Regions from separate parts of the Mus musculus genome. Here regions 1 and 2 are each linked to region 3. A link is a contact called in public HiChIP or PLAC-seq and promoter capture Hi-C data. All regions are on one chromosome and are shown on one strand. Each heading gives the region's core, a stretch centred on a gene start, on an enhancer-like site or on the middle of the called end of the contact. The rest is flanking DNA. Distances are from core to core; before and after follow the strand shown. Region 1 has its middle 6.1 kb from the start of Gm23817. Region 2 holds the start of Plekhd1os (pleckstrin homology domain containing, family D (with coiled-coil domains) member 1, opposite strand). Region 3 overlaps Exd2 (exonuclease 3'-5' domain containing 2).

Evidence for each region. Promoter capture Hi-C pulls out the DNA fragments that hold promoters and counts their contacts. HiChIP or PLAC-seq counts read pairs in DNA pulled down with a chosen protein or histone mark.
Region 1: an H3K27ac HiChIP or PLAC-seq map of embryonic stem cells shows a contact between it and region 3, with 7 read pairs. The contact joins two enhancer-like sites. A contact is called at or near these places in 3 of 39 promoter capture datasets (3T3-L1-derived adipocytes, cranial neural crest and embryonic stem cells), 16 of 484 Hi-C or Micro-C datasets (the AML12 cell line, the HL-1 cell line, the HPC-7 cell line and 7 more), 7 of 115 datasets of contacts at active chromatin or transcription factors (embryonic stem cells and trophoblast stem cells) and 4 of 9 other capture datasets (adipose tissue, embryonic stem cells, liver and 1 more).
Region 2: a promoter capture Hi-C map of embryonic stem cells shows a contact between it and region 3, with 2.0 times the contacts expected there. The contact joins the promoter of Plekhd1os here to the enhancer-like site in region 3. A contact is called at or near these places in 2 of 39 promoter capture datasets (embryonic stem cells and neural stem cells), 6 of 484 Hi-C or Micro-C datasets (adipose-derived mesenchymal stem cells, cerebellar granule neurons, liver and 3 more), 2 of 115 datasets of contacts at active chromatin or transcription factors (both in embryonic stem cells) and 3 of 9 other capture datasets (adipose tissue, liver and pancreatic islet).

Annotation. Positions count from the first base shown.
Region 1 is chr12:80,614,584-80,619,090 of GRCm38.p6, reverse strand. No RefSeq gene overlaps it. Among named protein-coding and RNA genes, the nearest start is that of Gm23817, 6.1 kb to the left of the region's middle. Within about 2 kb of position 3,005, at least 28 of the 459 cell types and tissues checked have an H3K27ac peak or open chromatin away from gene starts, as enhancers often do. A contact at or near this core is called in embryonic stem cells, where this site is marked.
Region 2 is chr12:80,692,067-80,696,555 of GRCm38.p6, reverse strand. It overlaps Plekhd1os (pleckstrin homology domain containing, family D (with coiled-coil domains) member 1, opposite strand), which reads left to right and starts at 2,604. Exons shown (of 3, transcript NR_037995.1): 1 at 2,604-2,611; 2 at 4,096-4,395. It overlaps Plekhd1 (pleckstrin homology domain containing, family D (with coiled-coil domains) member 1), which reads right to left and starts at 3,955. Exons shown (of 13, transcript NM_001177503.1): 1 at 3,529-3,955. The coding sequence starts at 3,677.
Region 3 is chr12:80,485,543-80,490,002 of GRCm38.p6, reverse strand. Exd2 (exonuclease 3'-5' domain containing 2) reads right to left here. Exons shown (of 9, transcript NM_133798.3): 5 at 270-601. Among named protein-coding and RNA genes, the nearest start is that of 2310002D06Rik, 19 kb to the left of the region's middle. Within about 2 kb of position 2,547, at least 8 of the 459 cell types and tissues checked have an H3K27ac peak or open chromatin away from gene starts, as enhancers often do. A contact at or near this core is called in embryonic stem cells, where this site is marked.

The sequences.
Region 1 (4,507 bases), core at 1,756-4,255, 130 kb before region 3:
TTGAGTCATATGCCATCTCGAAGAAAGATGTTTTGTCTTTGAAGACAGCAGCAATCCTTTCTGCTACATTTGAGGGCCTGTGCCAACTCATCCTCCACACACCTTTCTCTCTTGTAATTATACACTTGCACTGGATGCCAGACTCCAGACATATTGTGGAAAGGTTGGTCTAAAAGCCTCTTCTGTGCCAAACGTAATTTGCTTTATGCTTCTCGAGAGAACAGGGAGAAGCTAACAAGAACGGATTACATCACTTTAGCTGAGACAGGCCCTGGGTCCTTGTCAAGAGATGTTTGAATTTAAGGCCTCTGGACTGTAATTTCAGAGAAATGGGATAGATCATGGTTTCTTTCTTCTTAGAAGCCTGGGGCTGGAGAGCTGCCATGGTTGTGTTAACTCCCACTCCCACTTCCACCTACAGGCTTTGGATTAGGGGTACCTGCCCTGCCATAGGGCTCCAGGCTTAGCCAGCTACACTGCTCCTGGGGTCTCAGAAAAAGAAAGTGTAGGTGAGTCTTCCAGTATCTGCTCCAGGGTGAATAGGCGGATGCCTAGCAACATTCCGACCTTCCCCTCAGTGGCCCTGGTCATCTCAGAGACTACTTTGGCCTTACTCTTCCTGAGGTCACAGTCGGAAGCCTATGGAGACACAGCCACCACTTCCAGTGTGCTGTGGTTTCAGGAAGGGTTTCCACTCACCTCTAGCCTCAGCCTCCTGCGTGCCGAGGTGACAGGTATATGCCACTATACCCGAGAAAGGGCGCTTTTCTCTGGACTATTTAGCTGCTTGCAGGAGGAACTCATAGGAAGCTGAGATGACTCTGCTGAGTCAGCTAGGCATTCTCAAGTCTGGGAAGCACCAGGGAGACTTTTTGAGCCACTGAAACTGCATTTCTGACGTACTACTATGCCTCACCCAGGGCTGTGAATCAAGAAATCAAGCTAAATCCTGGTGATATTTTAAAGCTCCTGCATACTCCCCTCCCTAAGGTTGCTTCTGTCCAGATACAGTGCCTGGTGCTGAAAGAGATACTCCCCGTTCTGATCTGAGAGTTGTGCAGTGCCAGCTTTAGTGATGCTATGATACCTAGCCTCAAGCCTCTTGATGTGCCTCCCTGGTCTTCTCTGTTCTGGGCAGGACACGATCACACAGGGGACCCTAGCGAATGCCTGTTGAGGAGACAGGGGATTTATTGATATGACAGTTGATAGTGAAAAATGTCATCCTAACTTTAAACCATTCCTAACAGAGAGCCACCAGTCTCCAGGGTGTCTGTGGTCACTGGTGATTTGCAAAAGTGGGTTTTTGTCTGAGACTAGCAATTGATTTTAGCATCCCATAGGTCCCAAGGATAGAGCAAGGGAGGCTGAAGACTGGGATGTTTCTCCTGTAGACCAGCTGACATCACCCCCCACCTTGAAAGCAGTCTGAGCCCATAGCCATCATCCCTGAAGAGCCCACCCAAAGCAGCTCTCCCTGCTTCCTCGAGGTGGCAGTCAGCAGCTGTTCACACCTGAGAGCAGGGTAGGAGGCTTCATTTCTCACTTTCTCCTTTGGTCCCCAGTCCCCCGCCCTTGGTTCTTACACATCCTCCTGTTTAGCCCCTAATGACTGTGCCAGTGCCTTGGCTCAGACCTTCATAGTCCCCAACAACTCATTTCCCAGCTGGCCACCCTTCAAGGTATCCCTGTGTCCTCTAGTCAGTCACCATCCTCTTGTCACAAATGACCAAACCCCAAACAAGGAAAGGGGCTCCTTTGACTAATGTAGCCAAACTTGTGCCTGAGCGTGGGTGGGGCTGAGGGCCCAGTGGAACCAGGGACTCTAGCCTTTTCACAAAAAGGTTCCCATTTCCCTGAAGCGGCAGTTCACTCTTCCCACAGATCAGCTTCTTCCTCTTGATGAGGAACATGACTGTCCATAGGGTCATCTGATTGTACCATTTGTGTGTGTGTACCTATGTGAATGTTCATGTGTGCATGTACAAGATGCACATGTGAACATGTATGCCTGGAAGCCAGAGGTAGACACTGGATGCCTTTCTCAAGCACTCTCTATTTTTAAATTTTATTTGTTTGTTTATTTATTTATTTACTTACTTATTTTTGAGACAGTGTCTACTATATAGCTTGGGATGTCCTGGAACTCACTATATAAACCAGGATGGCCTTCAACTCACAGAAATCTGCCTGTCTCTGCCTCCTGAGTGCTAGGATTAAAGGATTGTGCCACTGCTCCCAGCTCTGTTTATTTATTCAAAATGTCCTTATTTATTATATATGATGGGAGGGCACTTGTAATTTGGAGGAGTCTGTTCTCCTATCACGAAGGGCCTGAGGATTGAACTCAGGTCATCAAGCTTGGCAGCAGTCGTCTTTACATGGTGAGCCTACGCTATTTTTGAGACAGGGTCTCTCATTGTACCTGGAGCTCAGCAATTCAGGTAGGCTGGCCACCAAACTACAGAGATCATCGCAGCTCCACATCCCTCCCCCAGAATTCTGCACATCACCACTCCTGGCTTTTTAGTGAGTGGTGGGATCTGAACTGAGGTCTTGATGTTTGCACAGCAAGCACTTTACAAACTGAACCATCTCTCCAGCCCAATTCTCCCAACTGGCCATGGTTGGTTGACACCTGTGATGGCAATGGAGAGGTAGAAAATGGAAGGCTCTGAGCTTGGTGCCAACCTGGGCTACCAGTAAGAGACAAAGCAACATTATCACTTTTAAAGATTCATTCAAGCCAGCATGTCTGTGCATGCCTTTAACTCCAACTCTTGAAAGGCAGAGGCAGGTGAGTCTCTGAGTTCAAGGGCTGTCTGGTCTACACACCAAGTTCTGGGACAACCAGAACACACAAAAAAAGGGAGGAGTGAGAGGTAAGAGACCTAAGTGGAGGCCCAGAAACATAAGTTTAAACAAAGAACCATTCCCCAGGGTGAAACCCATCTGGCCAGCTGCAGCTGCTAGGAGTCACCAGTCCTGCTGCATTCTTTTCTACACTCAGGAGATACTGTTTCCTAGCAACCCTCCCACCCAAATGGCCAGGCCAGAACTGTTTGTGGCCTTGGTACCTAAAACAAATCAATCATTTTAAAAGTCAACTTCCCCGTAAACTTTGTACCCAATCATTTAATGTCAAGGCTGAGCAATCCCCAACTCCACCCCTGTTTGCATTGTTTTCCTTTAAAAACCCCTTTCCCTAGACTTCCCTAGACCTCAGGGTGGCTCTCCTATGCTGTTGCATCCGGATAGTTTGTGGCCCAAGCTTTCTCGAGCTTGAATAAAGACTCACGTGCTTGCATTGGAGTTGTGGTTCCTGGTGGTCTCTTTGGGGTTTTTGCAATCTGAGCTCAACAGAGGGAAGTTTGTTTTAAAGACTAGTCAGGTAAAAACAAACAAACAAACAAACAAACAAAAACCTCCTAAGGAAATGTTCTGATTGGCTCACTTCGGGTCACATGGCCTATGAAAGGTGGCTTCATTTTGTCCTAGTTTTAGCTGTTTTGTGTCCTTACCCTACCCAGTCCCTCAGAGCCCATCCTGCTGAACAGAGCATCCTCATGCAGCCACACCCCACTCCCGGAAGTCTATTGTTTTACAACCTAAGACAACTTGTTTAATGAAATGATCTGAAACTTTGGAGACCTGCTGTGATATAGTTGTGGTTTAGGGCTTTATAAACTTCTCTCACTTTGAGGGTCGGTGGAGAGTCCTTTCTGGTATGAGCCTGCTCTCTGACACTGAGAACTAAAAGACTCTTCACTGACTGTCATTTTCCAGTGGGCACATCTGTGTGATGGGCATTCCCTAATACGACCTCCTTAAGGATCCTCATTAAATGGTGGCACACCCTGTGTAAACCCTAATAAGGGTGGATCTGCTAATAAAGTTCTCCTAATAAATAAAGGACATCAGAAGTCATGGAGCCTTCCTCTAGTATTAGGAGTATTAGGAAAGCAATGGCTTCCACCTAAGTGTTCTCTCTCTTATATTGTTTACTCTGGGGCTCCAAGCTGCCATGTTGCAAGACGGCCCTTACGCAGAGGGCCCATGTGAGCAAGCATAGACCCAGATCAACAGCTGGAACTTGAGCACTCAGGGGTTCCTCTGAGGTCACATCAGGTCACTGAGATTTGAAAGAGGAAAAAAAGCCAGCAGGTGGAGTGGTATCTGCTGTGTGAGGGTCCTAACTGTAGTTAAGGAGGGTGCCACCTGGAGTCGGAAAGATCAGCAGAGCAATGGAAGAGAGAGAGTAGCCCAGGATGAGGTTGGGACAGGAGGGGTGTGAACTGAGCACTGTAGAGATCCAATAGGGATGGGATGCGATGCATTCTACCCTGGCACTTATCCTGCCAAGCCTTACATGAATAACTCACCTGGAAAGAGGTGCCCTGGTGGCTCCTATACCTAGGACAGTAGGCATCAAAAGCCAACTCCTGCCCGAGGAGTCGGCCCCACCCCTCCAAGCCACCTCCCTAGTTATGCAGCCCCATCATTCTGC
Region 2 (4,489 bases), core at 1,355-3,854, 210 kb before region 3:
AGTCAACAAAGATGAAAAAGGAGCTGGAGATCTGAAATCTGCTTTTATATCAGACATGGAGATGCAGAGTTTAGAGTTTGCTCAGCTGATTTCCTGTCTTGCTTTGGGGATTACAGTTAAGTGATCTCAGAAGAGGCTTTGAACTTTGGACTTCAATATTGTGGAGACTGCTTTAGACTACGGGGACGCTGGAAGTTGGAATAAATGTACTTTATTATTATGCTATGGCTAGGTATGGTCCCCATAGACTCATATGTTTGAATAGCCTATGGGGGCTAGGGAGTGGAATGCTTGGCACAGTAAGTGGCACTATTTGGAGGTATGGCTTTTTTGGAGTAGGTACCCTTGTCCTAGTTGCTTGGAAGCCAGTATTCTGCTAGCAGCCTTCTGATGAAGATGTAGAACTCTCAGCTCCTCCTGCGCCATGCCTGCCTAGATGCTGCCATGCTCCCACCTTAATGTAATGGACTGAACCTCTGAACGTGTAAGCCAGCCCCAATTAAATGTTGTCCTTTATAAGACTTGGTTTAGTCATGCTGTCTCTTCACAGCAGTAAAACCCTAACTAAGACGCATGATATCCGTAGAAACAAGCATAGATGCAAATTACAAAAAAAAAAATAAATAGACAAAATCTAAAATCATACACAAAAACTGAAAAAAAAAAAGTGTCAAATAAAACAGGCTCCTGAAACAGAGCTCGCCCTCCCATGATGCCCCTCAGTCTCCGAGTTGTCACCTTTCCCTTACGTGTGGCTTGCTCTGCCCGCAAAGACCACGTGTGAGAGATTGGAGTTTTTTGTGGCAGTAGAGAAGGCTGGGCTGGGGTCAGAGAGACTGAGGAATGGGCCAACTTCTGCCTAAATTATAGATCACCCAACAGCAGGATACCTCCTGGGGATTAGTGAGGACAAGATGCAGGATTTAAACTTCTGGGGGGTTTGATCTTGGAGCCAAAGTTACCTCACCCTCAAGAGGCCAGCGGGAACCTACCCATGGATGGATGGGTGTGTAGGGTATGGATTCCCAGCAAGGAGAGTGAGCTGAGCCTCAGAGGGCATCCCATCTACCTCTTGCCGACCCAGGCTGAAGCCAAGGCCACCCCCCATCCACTCCTCCTGTTCAGAGGGCTCAGGTCTTTGCGTTTATGCTCCCCTGAGAAGAAGAAAAGGTCAATTTGGCCAATTTACCCTCACTCTTAATGAACACTCTTGAGTCCCTTCCCTCCCTTTGCCCACAGGAAAGTAAGCTAACAATGAGAGCATCCTCCTACTGCTGTTTGAGAAAGGTGAGGGTAGAGGTGGTGGGGTACTGGGAGCTCCGGCTAAGACAGACCCGAGGAGGAGAGTTTGAAAGAAGTCAGCCAGCCGCAGCCAGTTCCATCCTGCCCAGTGGTTATTTATGCAGCATGGAGCCCTTCCAGGCCTCTTCCCCTCAGCTGCCCACTAGGGCATTGATTTCTCTAATGGCAAGCTTCTGCAGTGGAGGGCATTGGCTGCTCTGTCCCAAGCCTTCCTGTGGTCACTAATTATCTGAGGTCCAGAGACTGCACTTCACAAATGGGAAAGTGGAGCCCAGAGGCCCTACTGGGCAGCAAGAGGAGGCTGGCTGTGCATCACTCCTCTGTACCCAGACTTTCTGACTGGCTGTTACTGACTCAAGGGGAAATGGAGGATGGGGAGGTGATCCTCCCAGAGGAGGGGCCGTGAACAAAGACCTAGAGCTGGCAGGTAGGAGGTTTTCTGAGACCCAGAGGAGAGAGAGTCTGCACAGGAAGCTCTTGAGACAGAGGTGACAGCCTCTTTCAGAGGACACAGAACTAACTTGGTCCTGCAGTTACTGTTTTGACTTAGACTGACTGGTTTGGTTTGGGCCGCTGTGGGAACTGCTGTTGGAAACTTGGGGCCCCAACTCCAAGTGCCCTGGGCTATCAGCCTCAAATTAACTGTTTATGCAGGAGCCAGGCTCACCCGCCCCCAACCCCATACAGGGAGCCAGGACACTCAGCCTGGCACCTACCACATACCGGATGCAATCGGGTGAAGATGCCTGGCAGGGTAGTCTTAAATTAAATGAGGACTCAGAAGAGTACCTGGGATAGTCAGACCCAATGGAGAGAGATGGCTGCCTACAGTAGTGCTCAGGATATTCTGCTGGGAGTCAACAATAACCCCTCCCGTCCCCTCCCCTCCCCTACCTCTGCACTCACCACACACACACACACACACACACACACACACACACACACACACACAAGTGGCAGAGACAGAATGTTCTTGGCCCTCAGTGGCTGCCATCAGACAGTTCAGCCCTGTGAGTCTCTCATATAATCTTCACTCTGCACAGAGCCTTCACTTAAAACATCAGAGGAAAACTCAACTTGGGAGGCACTCAAGGGGGTCTGTAATCCATTAAGTCCCCAAGAGAAATCAGGCAGAAGTAATAAAAGTGTATGAAACCAGCTCTGTAAAACATGAAATCCCATCCACACCTCCATTTGTCCTGAGGTCTTACAGGAATATTAAATTATTCATCAAAATTGATCAGAACTAACCACTACCACACACACGTGATCTGCAGCCCTGAAAACATCAGAGGCCTTCAGACTCAAGGTGTGGGAGGGAGAGGGGGCTGTGCTTCCAAGAATGTTCATACCCTCCAGGGAGGGACCAGGACGAAGTCTGAGTCTTCTAGACACTGCAGGAAATCTGTGTTGACTTAATGATAAAAGCTGTGTAGAAAATGGCCTAGTGCACATGCAGTCAGCTTTGTGAGGTTCCTGCAAGCCCAGGTCTGGGAGTGCCCCTTCTCCCAACACTTGTCATGGCCATAGAAAGCCCTATTGGCATCTGGGCTTTCCTTTGGAGTTGGGGCAGAGAGCCTCGTGCTGATAATAGGGCAAGGATTGCCCAACACCCCCTCCCAACCAGTCCTTTGGACAGGACCAATATATCCTCTCTCCCACTCTAACTTCAGTGATGTCAGGGCACAGTTTCCAACACAACTCCTTAGAGAAGGTTTGTGATTCTCCTTTCTCCCGAGTACTTCAGAGTGGCAGTGGTCGGGCTTGCTCAAATACCATGTAAGGTTGAGGATGCGTGAAAGGATAGAGGAGAGAGACGCCCATTTCCCAGCCCACTTAAAGCCTCGGCCAAGGGATGGAATTGGCTGTGGAGGTCTCTGGAGAATCTGGTTGGGATGGGATTTCTCCTTCTGCAGACTGGCCCGACCTAACCTCAATCTCTAGCCCACATGCAGCCTCGCCACTTGGGACTCGCGACTTAGTTCATTCCACAGAGAATTCCCGGCATCTACCGGCCATTCTAGCTCTAGCGACCAATTAAAGTCGCATCTTCCAGGTGGGGGACAGCATAGAGAGAAACTGGCTGGGCAGGTCAAGGTCACAGCGGAAGGCTGAGGCAGGGCGGTGACTAGATGAGTGGGAGGGGTCCTGAAGCTCGGGGCTCCCTCCCGGGGTAGGGAGGGGTGGGGAAGGGAGGTCTCCCAGGACGCGGGGGACACAACTCACCGCCGGGACCACTTGGCCGAGGATCTCCCGAACGGCCGTTTCCACAGAACCCCGTAGAGCTGCACTTTGGTGCTGATGTCCAGCGCGTCCGCGTCCGCCTGCTCCAGGGACGGCGATGGCGACACGGAGTTGGACTTGGATGTGAACATCGTATCTCGAAGACTGTGCCCTGGCCGGGCCCACTCCCTTCGTGGGACTGGAAGGGACAGGGAGGACAGTGGGAAGCAGTGGGCACGGCGAGTGCAGGCAGCTGGGAACGCCGTCGGGGCGCGTATCCCGACGAGCGGAGCGGAGAGCGGAGGGGCGCGGGAAGCTTAGCCAGCGGCTGGGGCGAAGCTCCAGAGCGCTGTTGGCCGGGAGGGAACTCCGCGGGGAGGGCAGCTCCGCCGCAGGCTCGCAGCATCACCCCCCTCCTCCCCTCCCGTGCCTGCAGCCTCAATTCTGGTAGCCTGGATTGGCTGGGAGTGGCAGGTGAGCGGCTCAGGCCGGCAGCGAGCGCCAATCAGGGTTGGCGCCTACTGCAGGAACTAGCTCAGTGAGTCTGCAGGGTCCTGGTCGGTCACTCAGCCCGGGATTTGGCCACTACACCTCCCCACCCCCACTCAGGCGCCCAACGCTCCCCCAGTTCCTTGTGGTCCGTCCTGCCTTCATCAAAACGCTGGCCAGGTATGGTCAGTGATGAGCAGGAGTCACTCCGCTGCCACCTGCTCGCCTCTGGGCGTGGGAGTGGTGTTAGGGAACTGCGCTTGCCATTCCAAACTCCGGCTTTAAACGTCTCGACTAGCCGTTGGATCGTGTTTTTCTCACCTGTAAAGCGGAGACTCTCCTACCTCTTAGGGGGTAGGCTGGTGGTCAGCTAAGACTTCGGTAAGTGCCCAAGGACCAGCCTCGAAAAGAGGTCCCAGTAAGATTCATGGCCCTTCCCTGTCCCCGCCAAGTCTGCCTGGACCAGATCGGATTT
Region 3 (4,460 bases), core at 1,298-3,797:
GGCAAGTGCCTCTACCTGGTAAGCCATTAAAGTTACGGGCCTAAGGTTGCAGGTTGCACTAGGGTTGGTGACAAAGCATGGGTAAATACTTTCATCTCTATTCCAACTGACAAATAGAAAAGTGAGCAAAGGGGAAAAGAAGAAGAAGAAGAGCACAAACAGAAGCACAGCGCAAATGTCATAAAGGTCCATTAACGCTGGGTCTCTGCTGCCTGACTCAGGGTAAAGCTGGGCTCTAACTCTTCAACATCAGGGAACATGCGGGTTACCTGGCAGAATAGCCCACCCCCAGGGGCTTCCTCTTATGCTTCCTGGGGTCTCTCCCTTGGTTGTTGCCTGGCACCATTCTATCAGTCTTAGCCTTCCTATTTCTCGGCTTCAGCTGCGACTCCAGTGCTTCCCCATTAACCTCTTCAACCAGCCGGCCAAGTCCTTTGCTTCGGAATGGGATGTCTACCATATTCCTGCATCTCTCCAAGGCTTTTTGCCAGTTGATTTGGTCCGTACTTTCCTCTTCATAGGAATCTCTAGAGAAAGGGTATCCAAGAAGATGGAGAAAGAGAGCCACTGAAATCTGCGCATCCCTGGCAGCATAAGTTACCTGAAGAGAAAAGCCAGAGGTCAGTGGGATATGGAAGACAAGCCAGGCAGAGTACCTTCAAACTCAATTATAAACGCTTTGGAATACCACGCAGGGTAGCTTTTGCTTAGTAGCATAAAACCTTGGGTTTGGCCAAACAGTGGTGGCGCACGCCTTTAATCCCAGCACTCGGGAGTCAGAGGCAGGCAAATCGCTGAGTTCAAGACCAGGCTTAGTCATTAAGATTTATTTATTTAATTTATCTGAGTACACTGTAGCTGTCTTCAGACACAACAGAAGAGGGCATCGGATCTCATAACAGATGGTTGTGAGCCACCATGTGGTTGCTGGGTATTGAACTCAGGACCTCTGGAAGAGCAGTCAGTGCTCTTAACTGCTGAGCCATCTCTCCAGCCCCTAGAAAATAACCTTAATAAAGCCATTTTTCATTCACCACCACCACTAAAAAGAAAAAATCAGAAAACAAAACAAAACAAAAAATACCAAGTTTGGTGGCACATACATTTAATCCCAACAGAGGCAGGCATTTCTCTGAGTTTGAGGCTAGCCTGGTCTATATACATTTCCAGGTCAGCTAAGACTGCATACAAAGATCCTGTCTGTTTCAAGGCACAAAGAAGTAACTTACTCAGGGTTACAAAAAAACAGAAACTGCTATGGAAAACAAACTAGATAATTCATTGCCTAGAATTCTGCCACAGGTTTGTATTAACCTAAAACACAAATTTTCCTAAATTTTCCCTAACGTTTTGAAAGGATGAACTAGTAACTGGCTTGAAGACAACTGAAGGTTGAGACCTAGACAGAATATCTGAGAAAGGTCAATGATGAGATGGAAATGACCGGAAGAAACCAAAACCAGAACCAAAACCAAACCAACTTTCAAACACTTACCAACTGTGTTCTGCACAACAGGGCCAAGAAACTACCTCTTCCAGCATCAAAATAGTACAGATGTAAATCACAGGGGTTGGAGAGATGGCTCAGTGATTTAAGAGCACTGGCTGCTCTTCCAAAGGATCCAAGTTCAATTCCCAGCACTCAGATGGCAGCTCACTGCTGTAACTCCAGTTATAGAGAGCTGACATTCTCACACAGACATACATGTCAGCAAAACACTGGTGCACATAGAATAAAAATAAATGCATCTTTTCAAAAAATTTATATCACATAATGGCTAAACTGAAGGCCCTACAGACAGCTATACAAAATCCTAAAGGATTACCTCTAAGGGTAAAAGATTAAAGGATTCCTTTCTGGAGACACAAGCAGCCAGAGGGACGAGATGCTGAAAGCTTCTAAGAAAGTGTTTGATGGTCTAGGAAGGTATTTTGATGTTGATAAATGCAAGTTATGAAGGATTTATCTTTTTTGTAAACTTAAAAAGATTGTTATAAGCTTCAGGAAAGACACTTGAGTCAAATGGATTCAAGATGAGTACTGTCAAGTAACGACCTGTTTCCCTCCCTACCTGCCTATTCCTGGGGGTAGGGTAGGATCTATTTCCCTTACCCTGGTCCTGGGACCCCCCCACCCCTCCTCCAATTACCAAGACCATAGGCCCAAGAGTTTCAAAATACACACCCAAGAAAAAGGTTTTCTCATAAACTCCTTAACTTTCTCTCCTGCCCCTAACATCGAGGTGTTTCCTCAGAGCCTGCATCCAGGAAAGCTCTAAACCAGTTATTCACACACAGGTGCTCTGGCCTAGCCTCACAGACTGCTTCAACTGGGCCTACACAGCCCTCCCCCCAGACAGGCCAGTCTGGACAGCAGTGAAACAACCAGTTCTTCCTGGACTTGGCCCACATCCCATAACGGTGCCCCAATGTTAGCAGGAAGTAGGGGCTGGGATGTTTGGTTTAGGACCCCGGACAAGGGACTGAGGTGCATATTTTACATATCAAAGCAGACCTGGCCTCCATGTTCTCCCAGCATCCCTCAGTTCCTGTCTGGCATACCCTGCACCCAACCCTGAACTTTACAGCCCGGGGGGATCCTCCCTCTGTAAACTAGACATTTGGTCTCATTTTTTCCTTCTCGGCTCTCTCTCTATGCACTCTTGCCCTTTCTCCCCCCAACCCTCACCTCTCTCTCTTCTCATGGTGACTCTCTTAGCCTCAATCCTTGGGGCCAGTGAACTTGCCACAGAGCAGCTTCCTAATAAACCTGCACTTAATATATTCCAATCTGGCTTGAATTGGCTCATTTGACTGGTGGCAGAGAAATAACCTATCAGATACACAATTACTGACCCCTGACTAACTACAGCTACTGAAAAGGAGCCCATCAGCCCCCAAAGTCCTGCTGTAACTGCTCTGTACTCAACCCACTACTTTTGTTTGTTGGTTCATTTTTGTTTTTCCAAAACAGGGTTTCTCTGTGTAGCCCTGGCTGTCCTGAAACTTGATCTATAGACCAGGCTAGCCTCAAACTCAAGATATCCGCCTGCTTCTGACTCCCAAGTGCTGGGATTAAAGGTATTTGCCACCATTGTTCAACCCAATTCACTTGATGATTTTTAAACATTAACTACTGCAAGGTGGTGGTGCCTTTAATCCCAGCACTCTGGGGGCAAGGGCAGGCAGACTGGATCGCTGTGAGCTGAAGGGCAGCCTGGTCTTGTTTGCTGACAACTGACCCAACAGAGTCAGGTCTTTGTGCTTGGAGAGCTCTCTCTAATTGGTCCCCACCTTTCCTTCCAATTTACTAGCCAACTGGGATTAACATTTAAAAAGGCAACCCTGGGTCCAGAGAGATGGCTCAGCAGTTAAGAGCACTATCTCTTCTAGGGGTCCTGAGTTCAATTCCTAGAAACCACATGGTATCTCACAACCATCTGTAATGGGATCCGGTGCGCTCTTCTGGTCTGTCTGAAGATAGCTACAGTGTACTCATATACATAAAATAGAAAACTAAATCTTGGCTACCAAGAGCTGCTTTTATTTTCATTAAATATGTCCTCTATCTTCTGCTTACTCCTAATTGTGTACCTCAATATTCTTGGTCAGGAGACAAGAACCAGACAGGAAGCCAGGCGTGGTGGTACACACCTTTAATTCCAGCACTAGGGAGGCAGAAGCAGGCGGATTTCTGAGTTCGAGGCCAGCCTGTTATACAAAGTGAGTTCCAGGACAGCTAGGGCTACACACAGAAACCCTGTCTCCAAAAACCAAAAACCAAAAAAAAAAAAGAACCAGACAGACAAGAAAATTTCCAGCAGTTACAGCTGTGAGCCACCCTGCCCAGCTCCATGTGACATGATTCTATCAATATTCATCCATGCTAAAGTTGAGAAACTGGCACATGAGAAGGAGCTCTGAGGAAAAAGAGGTGATGCAGGGAACGGAAGGAAAGCAGAAACCCTTCCCACTCTGTGTCAACAGCCTGCAGCCTAAGCAGAGACAGAAGCTGTCTCAATAGAGTGTGCTCAGGGTGCAGCTAAAGGTGCTGGCTCGGCAGCTTTCCTACCAGACCTGTGGGAAAGCCAGGGGCAGCTACAGTGAGTCTGTATTCCTACAACTCCCACCCCAAGACACGAGACAGAGGCAGGACACTAGGAGACTGTCTCAAGGATCAATGCGGGGGATCCAATAATCCAAAAAGAATATGTTCTTTAAAAAAAAAAAAAAGGAGGATAGTAAATGTCAAAGAAAATAATCTGGCTGGGCGTGGTGTTGCACGCCTTTGATCCCAGCACTCCGGAGGCAGAAGCAGGTGGATTTATGAGTTCGAGGCCAGCCTGGTCTACAGAGTGAGTTCCAGGACAGTCAGGGCTATACAGAGAAACCCTGTCTCAAAAAAACAAAAAACAAAACAAAACAAAAAAAATAATCTGAGGATTCTTTCCTGAACTGGA